3 separate regions of the Zea mays genome follow, and all the other regions are linked to region 3. Evidence: chromatin contacts called from public Hi-C data. All regions are on one chromosome and are shown on one strand. Each heading gives the region's core, a stretch centred on a gene start, on an enhancer-like site or on the middle of the called end of the contact. The rest is flanking DNA. Distances are from core to core; before and after follow the strand shown. Region 1 holds the start of LOC100273969. Region 2 holds the start of LOC100304316 (PHD finger protein). Region 3 holds the start of LOC100280325.

Region 1 (2,700 bases), core at 80-2,579, 260 kb before region 3:
CTGAGCACCGTCGACCCGGCGTCCACGAGGAACGCGCGGTACTCGCCCTCGAACCCGCCGCCTTCCTTCACGAACCCTCCGTACTCTGCCATGGAGTACATTGTCCCCGTCGTGTCCAGGACGTCCACGTACAGGAGCGTGAGCAGGGCGAGCCAGACGTTGCCGTGCCGGAAGCCGCCGAAGCTGAGCTGCCCCGCGGTGCTCCGGATCACGTGGAAGTCCACCACCTTCCTGAAGTAGTCGAAGCCGGCATTGCCCGCCGCCGTGTCCGGGAACACCGTCACGCTGGTGCCTCTGATCCAGGAGACCACAGTGACGAACAGGATGCCGTAGATCATGCTCCCCTTCACGTCCCTGCCCAGGCACGTGGCCGTGATCAGGAAGCCGACGGCGCCCAGCCAGAACGTCGGGCTGCGCATGGTGCCGCCGAGGCAGGCGCCGGTGGCCGGGTCCACGTCCGAGCAGGCGGCCAGCGTGACCAGCGTCGACGGGCTGGCGCCGACGAGCCCGACCCCCTGGTGCGCCTGGAGCCCCGTGAAGGCCAGGAACAGGCCGATGCCGACCGCCGAGGCCAGGCGGATGTTCCGCGGGATCATCCGCGCCAGCCTGGACCGGAGTCCCACGGCGGACAGCGCGAAGAACACGAGGCCCTCCAGCATCACGACGGCCAGCGCCGTGCGGTAGCCGATGGGCCCGGATCCGTGGAAGCCGACCATGTTGTACGCGAAGTAGGCGTTGGCGCCCATGCCGGGGGCCAGCGCCAGCGGGAGGTTGGCGAAGAGCCCCATGGCGAAGGAGCCGGCCATCGCGGCCACGGCCGTGGCCACGATCAGGTCGCTCTTGGTGCGCGCCAGGCACTGCTGGTACCCCGGGTTAGCCTTAGCCCCGACGACTGCGCAGTCCGCGGTCGTCGAGTTGGTGGCGGTGGCCACGGGGGTGCAGTCCCGCGCCGTGCACGGACCGCCGGAGTCGGTCAGGATTGCGGCGTTCACGGAGATGATGTAGGCCATGGTGAGGAACGTGGCGGCGCCGGCGCGGAGCTCCTTGGTGAAGGAGCTCTTGCGCGCGTCCAGCTTGAAGTACCTCCCCACGTGGCTCCCGGCGACGGCACGGTTCACGGCGGCCTCGGCCTCCGAGAGCCTGCTCCATGGCCCCGTTGCCTTGGACGACGTCGCCGCCATTGTATCTTCTTGGATGTTGACTTCGTCGTCCGTACTCCTTCTCGACTGGTACATGTGTCGAGGTTCTTCGACCTCGGACGCGTGTGTGGTGGTCTACTCGTACGAGCCCGGGGAACGCGACCCGGAGCTGCTGCTTATATGCATGTTGGTGGGAGAGGCCGCCGGAGACTGGACAGAGGGTTGAAGAAACGTTTGGGGGTCGGTAGATGTGTGGTGCGTCGCCCGGCCGACGGTACGGGTGGGGTGGGCATCCTTTCGTGGGAACGGTGCACACTGACAAATAAATAAAAAAGTTTCGGCAGGGTCCACTTCTCTCATGTTTATTCCGCGTCATGATATTCAAGTTGCGACCGGCTGCTCATCATGTGGGTCAATTAAGGCGTGTTTGGTTGCTCCTGCTAAAGTTTAGTCCGGGTCACATCAAGCGTTTGACTTTTAAATATGAGTATGAAATATAGACCCAACCAACTGAACTAGATTCGTCTCGTCTTTTAATCTTCGGCTGACAAATTAGTTTTATAATCCGACTACATTTAATACCCGGAACGGAGGTTCAAACATTCGATGGGACATGGGCTAAATTTTAGCGGGGTGTAACCAAACACCCCCTAATTTGCACGGCTTCATTAGGAACTGCTACTTATATCACAGATAATGAACATATACCTTTTCAGTTTTGACGCAAGCCTGAAAAAGCTAGGTAGGCTTGGTTCCAAAGGTGTAGGTACAAAGTTGTGTTGCATCAGTTTTGTAACACTTTGTTCCCGTACTTACTTCTCGTAGCTAATTAAGATCATATATTGTCCCCACAGACTAACACGAGTCTTTTGTGCGCACTTTGTCCTCACTCATATGCACCCGCTAAAACTTCCCGGTCAGTCACCGATCCCAAATTGCTCCAAGTCATGCACGCTTAACTTGGAGGTTCTTTCGAGATAGACTTTCGAAAAAAAGGTGCACATTATTTTGGTATGGATACTCTATTAATTTATTAAGCCTTGTGCCAAGGTATCACCATCTCAGGGGTCAGGATATCACAATCACCCCATTAGAAGTCTGACATCCTCGTCAGTCAACCCCCAATCCAGGAACCTTCCCTCTTAGCCATGTTTGTGTGTCTAGTGTCGTCATATGCCATGTCATGTGACCACTCCGGGCCCACATGCGCCATGCGCTATATACCGAACCTCTAACCCACACACGCCCGTGAAACCGCGAGGGTCGGCTCTGATACCACTTGTAACACCCCGTCCACTTCCGGACCGGTGGTACTTACTCCTGGCAGATCTCTAGGATCATATATTATTCCCACAGACCAACACGAATCTTTTGTGCGCATTTTGTCCTCACTCATGCGCACTCGAGAAAACTTCCCGGTCGGTCACCCATCCCAAATTGCTTCAAGCCATGCACGTTTAACTTGGAGGTTCGTTCGAGATAGGCTTCCGAAAAAGAAGATGCACCTTATTGGTATGGGTACTCTATTAATTCTATTAAGCCTTGGGCCAGAATATCACCA
Region 2 (2,700 bases), core at 185-2,684, 480 kb before region 3:
AAAAGATACTTTAAAGTAATACCATACAATATAGGGCCTGTTTGAGAGCTTTGCTTCAAAAACTTCAGCTTTGGTTTTCCAGTTTCACTATAAAACAGCTCCAGCAAATTGTTAAGGTGAGTTCCAGGAGCGTTTGGTTTGTATATGGGCTCCAACTTCTATAGTACAATTGATTTGTGTGGGTTTCCTTGATTATCCTTGATGATTAGTGGGTTGTCGCCAGAGAGAACGGAACTTGTATGTTGCGTAACCAGTGGCATGGTGGGTAATTTTCGCACACCTTCACGAGGAGATATAAAAACAGTGTTTTTGAAGCACCCTCTAAGAAGCTTCATGAATTTTATGAAACGGGCCTCTAGTTTCGATTTTTTTTAAAACTAAAGCTCGTGGAGCTGGACCTGTTTGGGTGGAAGAAGTTAGAATAAAATTGAAATTCTTGAAGTGAAGCTCTCCCAAACAGGGCCATATATTTTTACTTATTTATTATTTGATATAAATAGTTTATATATATCTTGAGTGTTTATAATAATAACATTTATGTATTAAAAATAATTAAAAATACCTTTATTTAAATCTGGTCTCAGATCCCTAAAATGTCAAGACCCCCGCTGTAGTGTCGTGTACAACGGCTAGCCTAGCGCATGTCAATCAAAACCACCTGTTCAGTAAAAACAATTTGAGTGGTTGTTAGAGAAGTCGAAAATTTTAGTTTTCTGATTAGGGAGAGAATCGAACTCACACAATATCTGATTTAAAGAAGGTGGCATGGACTATTTGTTGCGTACGGTCTGGCCCAGCTATACAAGTATACAACGGCATCCCTCTGCTATTCTAACCTCACGTTCACGGCCCATCGGAAACCAGCCCAGCCCCACCCCTCCCAATTTCTATCCCAGCGACTTTGTTTATGTATGACTTCCCAAATTGAACTCAACCTTCCGAAAACTTTCCATCTCAACCGTCCCGCTCACGCCGCTATCAATATCAGACGTGTACGCGTGCGACTCCTGGACCCAGCAGGCAGCAGGGACAGACTCGTCAATCTCTCGCCACAAACCGACTCCACCCGGACCCGGGTATAAATACACGCCCGCCTCCAATTCTCCACTACGGATCCAAATTCCAAACCGCGCGAACTTCTGCCGCTCAAAATTCCAAATCGTCCTGACTACCCGCGCTTCCCATAATCCTATCCCGCCCGCGCGGCCCCTCTCGGGATTCAAACGCCAGCCGTTTGTCCTCTCAAACCCGATCGGATCTGACCGCCCTCCCAGGCCGTAACAGGATCCCGTCGGTCATGGCCGTGATAAACGGGCGCTCGAAGCGTGTTCGGGTGACGGCGGTGCCGCGCCCTCTGGAGCTGCGGTCGTTCCCGGCCGCCGGAGAGGGGCCGCGCCCGCTGGTCCTGCTGTCGTTCCCGGCCGCCGGAGAGGGGCTGCCGCCGCGTGGTGCGTTTCGCGACTGTGTACGGTCGTTCCTGGCTGGATCCGCGGTGCCGGCGGACGGCGCGTGGCAGGTAGCCTTTGGAGTCGGGAACGGGGTGGTCGTGGTGATGGAGGTGGTGGAAGAGGACGTCGCTAAAACTGGGATCGAGCGGATCTACTGCGATCACTGTACCGTCGCCGGTGAGTGACTCGTATTGTTTGCTGACCCTTCCATAGTCATATCAGCCGCAGTAGTGTGTTCATTTTTGCAGAGCTGTTTTTTCATATCAGTGGACTATTAAAACCAGTAGGGGTGGAGGGACACGTTTAGATCTCTTATGAATATGCTTGGTTAGGGCATCTGGTTATTATACTAAATTAATTTAGTAGACTTGACAGCCTGACTCCTCATTAACCTGCTCGGCCTGCTTCTGTGTGTTCGTCTGAACATGTGTATACATTTTTTCTTCTACAGATGCCAATCGGTAAGCAAATTCTATCAAACGAGATGATGATTGTTATGGCCGGAGAATCTCAATACCATCGCCTTTTCTTTTACAATTTAATAGGCTGGAGTAGACACCCTGTTTGTGGAAGGAGGTACCATTTCATAATTCGGAATGAATACAAAACCTGCAAGCATTGTGACCATTGTGGTCTTATGGCCCAGTCGTTTGGAACACGGTAAGCTGATCTACTTGTAAAATTAGGAATTGCTACTATAGTGTAATAAAAATCAAATCGCTCACAACAATAACCCAAATAGTGAAGAAGACAGTACCGTAACAAGAAATTGTTTGATTCAATGCGCATGTGCATTTCCATTTAGGCAAGCCCCTAGAACTGCAAGCATTGTGGGCTTATGGCCCAGTTGTTTGCAACACGGTAAGCTGATCTACTTGTAAAATTAACAATTGCTACTATAGTGTAGTAAAAATCAAACCTCTCACAACAATAACTTAAATAGTGAAGAAGATAGTACTGTAACAAGAAATTATTTGATTTAATGTGTATGTGCATTTCCATCAAGGCAAGCTTCTAGAAGCACTGATCATTTTTATCATTGATAATCAGGTGCCCGACATGCAAATATGTGATCTCCTCTGATGATCCGGAAGATTGGGACTATAGGCAGTTGGATAATCCACGTCACTTGCTGCATGGTATTGTACATGACAATGGGTTTGGTCACCTTGTTCGGATAAATGGCAGAGAGGGTGGCTCTAGTCTTCTGACGGGGATTCAACTGATGGGTTTCTGGGATTGGCTCTGCAGA
Region 3 (3,041 bases), core at 542-3,041:
TCCCTTCCACCTATATTGCCAAGCAATAAACATAGGACAACGTCATCTAGAAAATCGATAGCACCAACAAAGAACTGGCAAAATACTACTAGCTACCAGATAGCAAACTGACCTTTCCATGTGCCGAAGGGACCATATATGTTGTGAAAGCGACCAATCCGGCACTCGATGCCAAAATCCTTTGTATAGTGCTTGCACAGCTCCTCAGTCGCGAGTTTTTCCAGGCCATAGGCATCTTGAGGCTAAAAATTAGGCATCAGTTCAGTAAAAACCATTTTGCCATCGCAAGTCACAGCTCAAGTAGGTGACAGCTAACACGAGCGTAAAGAAATGCAGAAGTTTATTAGAAACCTCGGCAGGCCAAGCATCGGACTCCTTCAAGCTAACTACAGTTTCCAGCTGCTTGAACTCAGGGTAGATGCAGGCACTTGATGCATAGAAGAACCTGCCATGTAAACGACAGAAATTTCAAACTTTTTTTTTTTTGCAAGAGATGGGCTCTAAATTAACCTCAGCTGCATCTGACAGCAGTTTTCATGTGGCCAATGCCCAATGAATACTTCCCTCTTGTGGGCCAATACAATATACAAACCCAAGAGGAAAGGAAACATGTCAACTGTAAATAAATTTCCAGAATATACTAATGAACACAGGCCGTTTAATAATTCTTCAGATGTAGAAATTGAGCAAAGCTTTCATGAACAGAAGTATTATCTTTGATTTCAAGATTTTCCTAACTGAACAGATTTAGCACTGGAGGCAATATATATGAAACTAGCTCACCAGGGTAAATGCACGCATGATAAACAAAGAGCAGCTACCTTGAGGCTGGAAATTACCTCTTGACGCCGTTAATTCTAGCAGCCTCAAGCATGTTAAAGCTGATCATGGTGTTGTTGTACATGATGACGGAGTGGTTGGACTGGATGAACCCCATCCCACCCATGTCAGCCGCGAGGTTGAACACGTGGTCAACCCCCGTGGTGACCTTGAGGCAGTTGTCCATGACCCTCAGGTCCACGAGGTGGAACTCGTGGCAGAACATGTCCTCGGGCATGTGCTCGTTCCTCTTCCAGTCGGAGGCGACGACGTAGTGGCCCTCGCCCTTGAGGCGGCGCGCGATGTGGGAGGCGATGAACCCGCCGGCCCCGGTGATGGAGACCCGCAGCTTCTCGAACGGCCAGTACGGCTCCTTCTCCAGCTCCGCGTACGTGTACTCCTTGTTGAGCGCCATTCTGCACACGCAGAAGATCGAGCCTTAGGACGAAAACTAACCAAATAGAGCCAACACGATCTCTGTAGCGCTCATCGGCCATGACCATGAGAGTAAACCCACAATATTTTTCAGGAAAACAAACTTTTTTCTTAAACCCACAATATTTTTCAGGAAAACAAACTACAGGGCAACAGCTTTTGCTCCCCCTGTTTTCGATAAGGCGAAACGAAAGGATGAAGAGCAGCTCACTCACGGCGCGCGAGCGACAAAACAAATGCGCGGGCACGAGCGCGCGACACCTAAACCACGCGGCGATCCTAGAAGAACTGGTGCTCCAGACCCCGAGCGCCGGCGGGAAGTTTTTCCCCCCCAAAGAGGGGAGGGGGCAGACTGTATACCTGGCAGTGAATGGCAAACGGTGGCGTGGAGCCGCTGGAGCGAGACGGGGCGGGAGGGGGAGGACCGGACCGGAGGAGTCTAGTTCCTGAATCTGGACAGCGGGAACGGCTCGCCGGATCTACCCCCACCTCCGGCAGCTCTTAAATAGGAGTGGCGGCGATGGCGAGACGACCTCGTTCTTGTCTCTTATGGGAGAAGGATTGGAGGTGGAGAACTGGAGATGGTCAGATGCAGAGCGTACTGTATCTATTTTCTTGCGCATTGGACCCTCCAATTTTCAGTTTTCCTGTGCATGCCCGGATACCCCCCCTACGCGGCGGCTACCCATAATGACCAAGACTTTTTTTTTGTTATGCAAAATTGATAAAGTTGGACTTTGGGATGTGGGAAGCACTATAAAAATATAATTAATAAAGAATCTAATTATTATTATTATTATTATTTTGTTATGCAAATTTGATTAAATTTGAGATGTTTTGACTTTCTAAAAAAATAAAACAATTTATAATATGGAACCGACAAAAAATAGGTAGAACACAAACAAAATTTGGATTCGTTACCGAGGTCGGTCATAGTAGGACCCTACAAAACAATGTAGATCCATGATGAGACATTTGTTGCGTGTGCCATTTCTCAGCCGTCTGGCCGGAAATTCCAGGTCGAACGCTAGTTTGGTTTGGGGCGGTCAAGAAGCTAGCTAGCACGAACTGATGAATCAGCGCGTACCGCGCGTACGCGCCAGTTTGTTCGTCTATACGATGCAGTAGTGCAAGAACTTTGCTCTCGTACCAGCATTTGCCACATGAATGATTTTTGTACAGTTGCACGACGACGCACGTACACACGTACGTAGTTAATTATTGATCTGCTGTTATTTTTTTTTCTCTCCTCCTTTCTGTATTCGTCGTACGACGTGCAGATCCGATCCGGTGCTATTTCACATATATATGATCATTATCAGCTAACTCTCGGAAGGTGTCTTTATTTCTCCACACAGATGTATATATTCTCTGTATAGTCCCTGTTTGAATCAAACAGGTACGTGGTGGGATGAAAAAAAAAACAACAAGAAGAAATTCTTAATAGAAATGAATCCGAGTAAAACTCTTTCCACTGAATGTTTTTTAAATCTGTCTCTCCCTTTCTGTAACACTGGGTCGTTCGTTTCAAATTAAAGTCGATTCTTTGGACCCCTGCAGCTAACTGTGCTATTTTTGAACGACAAAAAAAGTACTAACCTGGAGTTAGGCAGCTGACCTTGGTGTGCCTGTACTGAAACAGGTAATTAATATAAGCGACGACGTGCTTACATTGCGTTTGTTATTTGTACTTGATGGAAAGGGCATGCATGCATGCATGCATAAACCAAACATATACGTATGCATGGTATACTAGCAGTGAAACCGAAGGGCAAACAATGCAAGTT

The links. A called contact is a pair of places that touch in the nucleus more often than the background predicts.
Region 1: a Hi-C map of leaf shows a contact between it and region 3, with 2.8 times the contacts expected there. The contact joins the promoter of LOC100273969 here to the promoter of LOC100280325 in region 3. A contact is called at or near these places in 5 of 25 Hi-C or Micro-C datasets (ear, leaf and tassel).
Region 2: a contact with region 3 is called in a Hi-C map of endosperm, with 2.2 times the contacts expected there. The contact joins the promoter of LOC100304316 here to the promoter of LOC100280325 in region 3. A contact is called at or near these places in 2 of 25 Hi-C or Micro-C datasets (endosperm and leaf).

Annotation. Positions count from the first base shown.
Region 1 is chr4:11,064,294-11,066,993 of Zm-B73-REFERENCE-NAM-5.0, reverse strand. LOC100273969 reads right to left here and starts at 1,329. Exons shown (of 1, transcript NM_001148356.1): 1 at 1-1,329. The coding sequence starts at 1,235.
Region 2 is chr4:11,284,212-11,286,911 of Zm-B73-REFERENCE-NAM-5.0, reverse strand. It overlaps LOC100304316 (PHD finger protein), which reads left to right and starts at 1,434. Exons shown (of 6, transcript NM_001165758.1): 1 at 1,434-1,625; 2 at 1,815-1,909; 3 at 1,994-2,108; 4 at 2,499-2,700. The coding sequence starts at 1,900.
Region 3 is chr4:10,799,616-10,802,656 of Zm-B73-REFERENCE-NAM-5.0, reverse strand. LOC100280325 reads right to left here and starts at 1,791. Exons shown (of 7, transcript NM_001153251.1): 1 at 1,615-1,791; 2 at 840-1,235; 3 at 352-445; 4 at 113-242; 5 at 1-10. The coding sequence starts at 1,234.